Regions from separate parts of the Bombyx mori genome. Here region 1 is linked to region 2. A link is a contact called in public Hi-C data. All regions are on one chromosome and are shown on one strand. The core of a region is the stretch at or near the end of the contact, and the rest is flanking DNA. Distances in the headings are between cores, read along the strand shown. Region 1 holds the start of CHD1 (Chromodomain-helicase-DNA-binding protein). Region 2 holds the start of LOC101746441 (serrate RNA effector molecule homolog).

Region 1 (4,623 bases), core at 1,678-4,177, 980 kb after region 2:
ATTTTGTTCAATTTTTCACTCTTTCATGAAAATATGATTAAAATTTATTTGTTCAGTATATTAATAAGATTTTTTTCAATGAAATGTTTTAAGAAAATCGGTTTTGAGCCAATATTATACGAGTAACAGTGAATTTCTTAAATAATCACCAAAATGCACCTGGTAAGTGATTTTTAAGCTTTATTGTTTACAGCTTTAGTGTTTATGTTTATTAAGTTATTATTTTTGGGTTTAAAATCGTGTAGAAAGTTCTGGAAGGCTAGGGTGTGGCCCTGAAATAAAGGAAAAATTTAAGACGTAGTACTGTATTTTTGGGTTTTTAAGATTGTTTACAATATATTTACGAGGTTTTATGTATTAAAATGTTATTGTCCCACGCAAGAAAAGGTTTTGACTGATTCTTTGTTACGTAATCTTTCATTAGAGACCAGTGAAATTTAATTTGGTTAAGGACCCATTTTAGCAATTTTGCTTTGAAAATCGGTCTAGTTTGTTTTACAGGAGTAGTCATACATCATTCTATGACTATTATACCAAACATTAGCATAATTTCAATAATGTCTATTTTACAACTGTTTGTTTATGCAAGGCACTTATCAGTGAATAAAACAATTTTTGTGTTGTATTTTTGAAAAAAATAGTGAAATATATAAATAATAATAATAAACAATTGAACTTTGTTTGTGCTTCTCTTCAGTGGTCTGGATAATTTGATTTGGAAGTTCTTCTAAAAAATACTGTATATTTTTTCCTAAGGGAAACTTTAAAGATGTATAAAAACATTCCTGAACATAACCTCACTTACTGAAATATTGCATCGGCTTGTACATCAAATCAAAAACATTCATTGAAATTCAAGCTTTCCAATCTTAATCTTGATGATCTGCTCTTTTCATTGATTTATAATTATTTCTTTTAAACTTTAGAACATATTCAATGAATTGATGTATAGTTTTAAAAGATACGATACTGATTTTTCCATTATTTCCTACTATGGCTATGCACAAAAGTGCCTTACATTTTATAAAAAAATGGTTAGAAAACTGGAATTGGTGTTATACATATATTTTATTTCTTTATAGATGCTGACAATTAAATAAAAATGTGTTTTTGTTACAGAAGGGTTCCATAAATGAATCTGAAAGTGATTCCACAAGTGAAAAAGGAGATAAAAGTGACTCCAGCGAATCAGGCTCTGGAAGCGAAAGGTAAGTTCTCTACTATTAAATAATCAAATACCAGGTGTCAGGTAAATATACTGAAGACGAAGACAGTTAACAGTGCTGAAATAAAAATAATAGTGGCATGAAAATTAATTATTTAAAGACATGGCCAAAGCTTTGGCACTGCAATGAATAATGTTTTCCAATGAATAATTTAGATGTTTACAACATTTGAGCTTATTGATCATGCTTAATGATATAGTTTAATGTTTATGTTGTGGTTATTATATTATTCCTAATAAATTTATAATTGATCAATATAGTGGATGTATTTTGTTTCTGTTCTTACAGTGGTATATAGAGAAATTCAGTGGTATTTAGAAATTACTATAATGGTCATTTATATACATAATATCTCAATATTTTAACATATATTCAGAGTAGTTTAATATAAAAGTCAATAATATGATAGATATATATGAAGTATATGAGTGTAAAATATTTATCTCGAGTCATGTGATATGTTCCAGTAACTAATCTCAGTCTCTTGCTGTTTGGTGCCTTGATATATTGAACCAGTTCAAAAGCTGTTCAAGTTGTTTTTCTTATAATTATTAAATTAAATACAACTATTAACAACTATAAATAAAACTATTCATTTAAAATTCTATGATTCAAATTCGAAGTGTAAAAATCAATATCATTACCAATAATATCTGGGTGATGAAGATTTCAACTTCATTTAAACATATTGTAATCCATCTTTGGTAAATAAATCTTGGTTTCTTCTACAAACTTATATTGATGGTGGCAGTAATGTCTAATGAATAAAAATAATCCATGAACTTAATGCAAAATACCCCAAAAAGGAATTTGGGTTAGCCAATCACTTTGTAATTATTGTCATATTATTCCCATAATCATTTTATAGCTATTAATAAAGCAATAAAAAAAAATTAAGCAATGAACCAATATGCCTTTTCTTGATTGGAAAGGCTTCATCTACATATTCAATACTCTTGAAACAAGCATCTAAGTAGTTGATAAAACATTTTTTTTTAAATTGGATTTTTTTTATATTAAAATTGTAATTACCCAAGTCATGCTAGGAGATATAAGCATTTCTTCAATTATTAATGTTGAATTTGTTTTGTTTTCAAAAGGAAATAAACAAAATAAAATAAAATCTTATTATGCTTGCTTATTAAAATATCATAACTCCAGTATTTGTAAAAAAATTGTCAACTTATGTAATTGTTTATTTTTTTATTTACAGTGAAAGTGGCTCTAGTTCCTCAGGTTCAGGATCACACAGATCTGCATCAGAAAAATCTGGTGTAGGGGGTTCACATCATAGTGATGATAGCAAAACATCACATAACTATGATAATGCGAATTCATCAAAATCTGACCATCATACTGATAAAAATAGTTCTGATGAAGACTCAGCACCAAAGTCTAGATCTAGAAATAGCCATAGCAAAGTAAAATCTGATCTTTGGGAAGAAAATCCAGATATATATGGAATCAGAAGATCAGCACGGCCAAGAAAAGAGCCAGATAGATTAAAATTAGCAGATAGTGATTCTAGTGAAAGAGATAGAACTCACAGTCGGAAAAGTAGAAAAAAAAGGTAAATGCTTTCAGAATATAGGTACTATAATATAATACATAATATAACTGTGAATAGTAAATTATTCAAAAAGTCCAGAACTCACAGTCGGAAAAGTAGAAAAAAAAGGTAAATGCTTTCAGAATATAGGTACTATAATATAATACATAATATAACTGTGAATAGTAAATTATTCAAAAAGTCCTAGATGAGTTAAAATGCCATTGATTTATTGATTAATACCTAAAATAACATTGTTTTCCATTGTAGCAACTCATGGAATTCTGATACATCAGAAAGTGACAGTGAAATAGGGGGCTCTCCACCACCACCATCAAAGAGACCTGGCCAAAGAAGTCTACCTCTGAGGAAAAAGAAACCGAGTAGGAGAAGAAGGTATTCTAGTGACGAAGAAGAGAGTTCAGAGGGTACAGATGATGAAAGCAAGAGGTAAATATATAATTTTGAAATTATGTTGATCAATTCTATTATATAAAAATGGAAAGAATTTCAAAAAAGTGTCTAGCCAATAAAAACGTGTTCTTATTGTGAATTAACTCCAGACCTTAAGTTTATGTTAGTATTGCATTCAGAATACATGTGAGATATTTGTCTAGTCGAACAACAACAAGACGTACAGGCGCAGCAGTTAGTTATAAAGAAGCAAGTGATGAACAAACTGATTCTTCTGATCTTTTGGAGGTGGAAGGTGTGGAAGGAGATGGTGAAGCTGAGCCAGAACCTGAGGATCATAGTGAGACAATAGAACGAGTTCTGGGAATGCGACGAGGGAAAAAAGGAGGTACTTCAATAATATAAATGTGTATGATATAATATGTAAATGAATAGCACAATTTATAATTTCACCTAAGTTTTAGTATTTATGCTTTTTATTTTAATTTGCATTTTGGTGCAAATATAATGTTAAATTTTAGCTAATATCTTCTTCTCATTGTGCAGTCACTGGCAATGTGACCACCATTTATTATATAGAAGAACATGGAGACCCTAATGAAGGTTGTGACCCTAATGATGAAGACTCTACTGAACCTCAATACCTGATAAAGTGGAAAGGATGGTCACATATTCACAACACATGGGAATCTGAAAAGACAATTAATGATCAAAAAGTTAAAGGCTTAAAGAAACTGGAAAACTTTATTAAGAAAGAAGTAGAAATCTCATGGTGGAGACAGCAAGCTGGACCTGAGGATATAGATTACTATGAGTGTCAGTCTGAACTACAGCAAGAATTAGTTAAAACCTACAATAACGTTGAAAGGATAATAGGTAAGAAATTTACAGTTTTTCTTTAAACTTTATTTTGAATTTATTTGAACTAAACAAAAGTTCTTTTTCACTGTACAGCTGAACAAAATCGTGAGCTAGAAGGTGGTGGAACTGCTCATGAATATTTTTGCAAATGGGAATCTCTTCCATATGCTGATGCAACATGGGAAGATGCAGTTTTAATAGAGAAAAGATGGCCTGTTGAGGTGGAGCACTTTAAAAGTCGAGAAGCTGCTAAAAGTACTCCATCTAGGCATTGCCCTGTATTGAAAAGGCGACCCAAGTTTCATCAGATAAAAGAACAACCTGAATACGTGGGAAAAGATTCAGTAAGTAGAATAAAATATTTTAATCCTAATTTGATGAAGATTGTTAAAATCCTACATTAATACTCGATTAGTTGTTTTCAAATTGGTAAAACGCTTAAAATACATACGTATTTGGAATACATTCTATTATTAAAACAGAATTTTTAGTACGTAAAATTTAGAATTTCGAACATCATTCCATTCATTCCTCAATGTCCAATCTCATCAGACATCCGCCATCTTGTTAACA
Region 2 (5,196 bases), core at 1,452-3,951:
CGGCGGAATCAGCAAAAACAAGATTGAAATAATTAATTTAAAGGGGTTTTAAGTTAGTGCGGACCGCATGATCGAACGCTAATATTTTGTCATGACAGGTCATGACCGGACGTATGGAAGTTTTGTAGTGTCACTTTATTACGAAGGGTTAATTTACTTCGCTTGCAAATCGTCGGATAGAGGACCTTAATCAACATTATCTCATTTCGCTAAAATGCATGTATTTATTAATTCAAGATTTTTATAACTCGACAATGGAAACAATGACGTCACAAAAAGTCTATAGCCATACTTAAAAAAAAAGAAATGCATCTGTATATCTTAGTCAATCAAAAAAACCACCGATCGAACGTTTAAGCCTGAAGAAACGCTAAATAACATTAAAACAGTTCGGTACTTTCCTCCCCTTCCCGCCAATAAGTCACAGTTACACGTAACAAGAACAAGCAAGGCCTTCCCTTGGGGTCGAAATTAGAAATCGCTAGTTGGCAACGCTACGCTTAACTACGCTATTACCGCCTATTAAAATTTACATGTAGTCTAACTAAAATATTTTATTACTTAATTAACACATCATTACATAAACATAATGAAGGATTCATACAATCGAACGTACAATTCCTCTTCAAAAACAAGCACAGTGAAAACACTGTGCGACTTTTAAACCTCATATCTCAAGACAGAAACTAGGGCATGGACTTAACTTAAATAAAATTTAACATATCTCTATACCGCGATTTACAGTTTCGAAACAGCGACATCTATTGGCCACAAAGAAAAGCGTCAAAATAGTCAAGCGATTCGAAACATGGGAAGGAAAGTATAGGTACTCGAATTGTGGATTTGTTGTGACGTGGCAGAGCTCGTATTAGACAATATATATATATATAATTATATACACACATACCACTAAAAGGATATGATTGTTTGAAATTATTTCACTACCTATAAAATCTGAAGGACAGTATAATTGACCACATGTACGCTCTTTTGTAGGTATTAAAAAAATAAACTAGATTGCTTCTTTCATAATTATGTAGGCACGAGAAGAATGTCAATATCCTCTGCTACGATAGATACAGAATCATAGGATTGGGGTGTGGCAAGCTCAGAACGGACGATGACTGTATCTGCATCTAATTCAGCCTGGTCGCACTAAAAATCACCTCTGGGCTCTGATGGAGCCGTTTTGTGAACGTCTATTATAAAACAGAAACGAGAGAGGGAAGAAACAGCTGAACATTCTAGGACAAATTATAGTAATAACAGTAATAGGTAGCTGGCAGATGTTCATTTGACCCCAAGAGGTACCTAGGAATTTTCTATCTGCTTAGGATTCTCGTAATAAATGTACTCTGCGAAGTATTATAAAAATCAATGATTTTTATGTATTATGGTGAGGAAAAGGGTCGATAATAAATAAATAAAAATATATATAATAGAAAACTAAGCCTAACGGTTCATTTTTATCGCATTATTGCGAATATTTAAAGACCTGGTCAAATTTGAAGCGCTGTAAAACTCAAATAAATTAACGATATTAAACTTTGTCGCTGGAATTATCCGTTTCTGCAGGGTTGTTGGTTTTGAGTAACAGCGCGAAAACCCTTTTGCCAAGATGGCGGCTTAAGGCCATTGGTGGCGACCCTACAAGCTTGAACTTATGCATAAGTATGTCAACTTGTCAACTTTTTTTTATTGCTTATATGGGTGGACGAGCTCCACAGCCCACCTGGTGTTAAGTGGTTACTGAAGCCTATAGACATTTACAACGTAAATGCGCCACCCACCTTGAGATATAAGTTCTAAGATCTCAGTATAGTTACAACGTCTGCCCCACCCTTCAAACCGAAACGCATTACTGCTTCACGGCAGAAATAAGCAGTGGTACCTACCCGTGCGGACTTACAAGAGGTCTTACCACCAATGAACTCCTCCACCATTTAAGAAAAATAAAATTGCGTCCTCTGAAATAAAATCTTAATACGTGTTTTTATTTGTCTTTGGTCAGGCAATAAAAACATGGCAACACCATCATTAGATCCAAATAGTCGGAAGGAATAGGATAAAGTTGTTTATTTTGTGAAAAGTGAAATAGCCGATTGAATTAAACGAAAAGGAATTTAAATTAATTCAAATGAGATTCTGAAGAGACAGCACCTAGTAAAAAGTGTAAAATTAACTGAATGGGGGAGTTCAAGTGTAGTGGATGCAAGCTTTATAGTTTCAAATTGTTCTTACTTGTGCTGACAAAGAGACCTGCGTGTTAGTTATAAATTTTACGTAAAAGAACATATTTTTAAATCAAAATTTTCTTTTGTACAGTCTTCATTTTTATTTACATGAATTATTTTTTATAGTTTTACTGTAATATGAAAACATTTTTATAATTATAAGTTGAATTAAATCAGTTCCGAGAATTGATATTCTTCGTTAATTTCAATTAGCTCTTTACGATTCTTTTTAGTAATATCCTAATTACCTGCAACTGATACGATTGAATTTCTAAGGAGAAACAAGAACTACAAAAAACAAAATCCAGTATGTATCTACATTTTGTCAGGAATCAAGATGTAAGGAATCACTGACTATAAAGAGGTCTATGTAGTTTGTGAGTTCCACCAATCTTTATTTAAGTTAATTGTCTGGCTTAAAAGACTTTGCTTCCAAGCCAGTAAATGTATTTAAAAAAAAATTAGGTAGTCTGTGAATTTCATGTAACATCTTTAATCATAGATTATACACTTTCTTTAATTGCCTATGGTGTGCGTGTTAATTTATGCCTTTCGAGGATTTTCTAAAGCTATAAATGAGTGATTGTTAAAATCTTAATGAATCTATGCATAAAGAAGTTAAACAATTAAGATAATCTAATAGTTTCCTTAATTCTGAACACAATGGCTGACAGTGATGACGAGTATGATCGTAAAAGACGAGATAAGTTTAGAGGTGAAAGAGGTCCTGCTGACAACAGCAGTTACCGAAGCAGCGATAGACGTGAAGAGCGTAGTCGTGGACGAGAAGAATGGACAGAGAGGTACAAACTCACACGTACAAATAATAAATGCTAAAACAACGAAAACTTGTAATAAGATTTAATATTCCCTTTCAGATCCCAACCTCAAACTCACGAACTTCCTAACAATCCTAAATCCATCCCCAAACCCATAAAACGTTCAATACCAATATTAAGGTACTTTTCTGTTTAGCTAATTTGTTTGGTGATTCAACAAAATGTAGATGTAGTGATAAACTTGTAAATTACACAGACAACTTTCACTTCTACTCGTAGAATATGATGTTTAATTACAATGTTTATTTTAAAAATAGGTACCCCATTATTCATAAATCTGTTTCTAAGAGATTTATAAAAGATCTAAATAGAATTAATTGTGTATAAGTATCATACTATTATATTACCACTTAGTTATGGCATGTAATAGTGCATACAAATTGTACTATAATGTAATACAATTAAGCCAAATTTCCTATATTCCTATAAACTTATCTTTAAAGTAATTAAAAGCTATTTTTTGTTGATAGTAAATAGAATGCATGAGAGCTGAAATTATCATAGAAAGTAATTTTAGGAATGCACATGTATTTTTATTTCTGCTAAAAATCAAAGGTGCCCAAGCAATCACAAAATCGAACCCTGGTTTAACTTTGTGACCAAGCTAAAACACCTTGTATTTGCTTTGTTTCTGTAGTTTATTGTAGTAACTTTTGTTTTTGGAAGGTCTCGTGGAGGTCGATCAGGTCCTGATTACAGGGACTACCGGAGCGGTGTAACTGGTACACGTGGATACTCACCAATAAGAGGGGAGGGTCCACCAAATAAAAGGATCAGACCAGAATGGCCTATTGAAGATAGAAGATATGGAGGTATGCCACATGACTCTTATGGGTCATATGGTTGGGCCCATGATCATTTTGGCCCACATCCAGCTCATCAAGGTTATGGACAACCCATGCCACCAGTACCAGCCAGGTAGGTTTAAAATAAAAAATGACAATAAATTTCTTATCTAATGAATCCTTGGTTTATTTTAGATTGAGGATATAAAATGTTATTTCCAGAGTTAGTGCCAGTTTTGCCACACCAAACTGAGCAACACCTAGCCGCTAGAACTAGCCTTGATTGTTAATTGAAATTATATAATTTAAGTAAAAGAAAGACATTTACCTAACACTACATAAACACAGTATTCATAAAAAAAATTAAGAAAGTTCAAAAAGTAATATTCTCAGCCATTCATTCAAACAAACTATTATGGCTCTCATTGGTACTGAAAAGTTGTGACATTTTATATCATTTGATAATAGCCCTACAGGTACACTAATATCTTAAAGAAGTTTTTTTTAAATTTAACTTTAATTTAGATAGTATAAAAGTATGTCTTATATCATTTTACTAAAAACCAAGGTCAACCAAACTTCATTATATCAGAACCTACTAAAATTTCCTACAGCTCTTTGAACTTGTTTTAACATCATTAATCATGAGTAATACAGTCTAGTTGTTTAATGAAGCTGTATGAATTGTGCCAAATAAAGTAGCTGTCAAAAATTATCTGTTATAAATTTAAAAGATCAGAGATTAATGATTCAATTATATTTTACACAATGTTTTATTTATAACCCCAGGGATGCAGTTATGCCAGTTGGTTCAGCAGAGGGACCACCTACCATGATGACCTTCAAAGCTTTTCTTGCTGCCCAAGATGATTCAATTACAGTAGATGATGCAATTCTAAAGTATAATGAATACAAACTAGAATTTAGGAGACAACAATTAAATGAATTTTTTGTTGCACACAAGGATGAAGAATGGTATGTATTCTACAGTAGAAATTTAAGAATTTGTGATTTGCTTAAAATAAAACTCAAAAAAAGAGCCATATGAGAACATAATTCTCAAGAACATTGTGAAAATGACGTAAAACCAAGAGGCATTCTTCATTATTGTTATTTGCTGGTAGTAAAAAAATTCTAAGCGATAACATAACATGCAGTTGTTGTCATAAGTGTTGTGCTTAGAATTTTTCTGAAGATGCTATGCAAATCTTAACGGTAACCTTTTTTCCCCCTACAGTCTACAGCGTATTCGTGTGGAAATGCTGAACAACCTACGAAAAATTTATTCAAACTTTGACAAAATGCTAAATGCTGTGTGTAGCTAGTAATTATCGCGTT

The links. Hi-C and Micro-C count contacts between places; a contact is called where the count stands out from the background.
Region 1: a Hi-C map of middle silk gland shows a contact between it and region 2, with 1.9 times the contacts expected there. The contact joins the promoter of CHD1 here to the promoter of LOC101746441 in region 2. A contact is called at or near these places in 2 of 7 Hi-C or Micro-C datasets (middle silk gland and posterior silk gland).

What each region holds. Positions count from the first base shown.
Region 1 is chr5:10,960,828-10,965,450 of ASM3026992v2, forward strand. CHD1 (Chromodomain-helicase-DNA-binding protein) reads left to right here and starts at 2,928. Exons shown (of 19, transcript NM_001113263.1): 1 at 2,928-3,203; 2 at 3,347-3,577; 3 at 3,736-4,065; 4 at 4,144-4,394. The coding sequence starts at 3,556.
Region 2 is chr5:9,977,971-9,983,166 of ASM3026992v2, forward strand. It overlaps LOC101746441 (serrate RNA effector molecule homolog), which reads left to right and starts at 2,702. Exons shown (of 16, transcript XM_038011085.2): 1 at 2,702-3,037; 2 at 3,773-3,991; 3 at 4,648-4,833. The coding sequence starts at 2,898.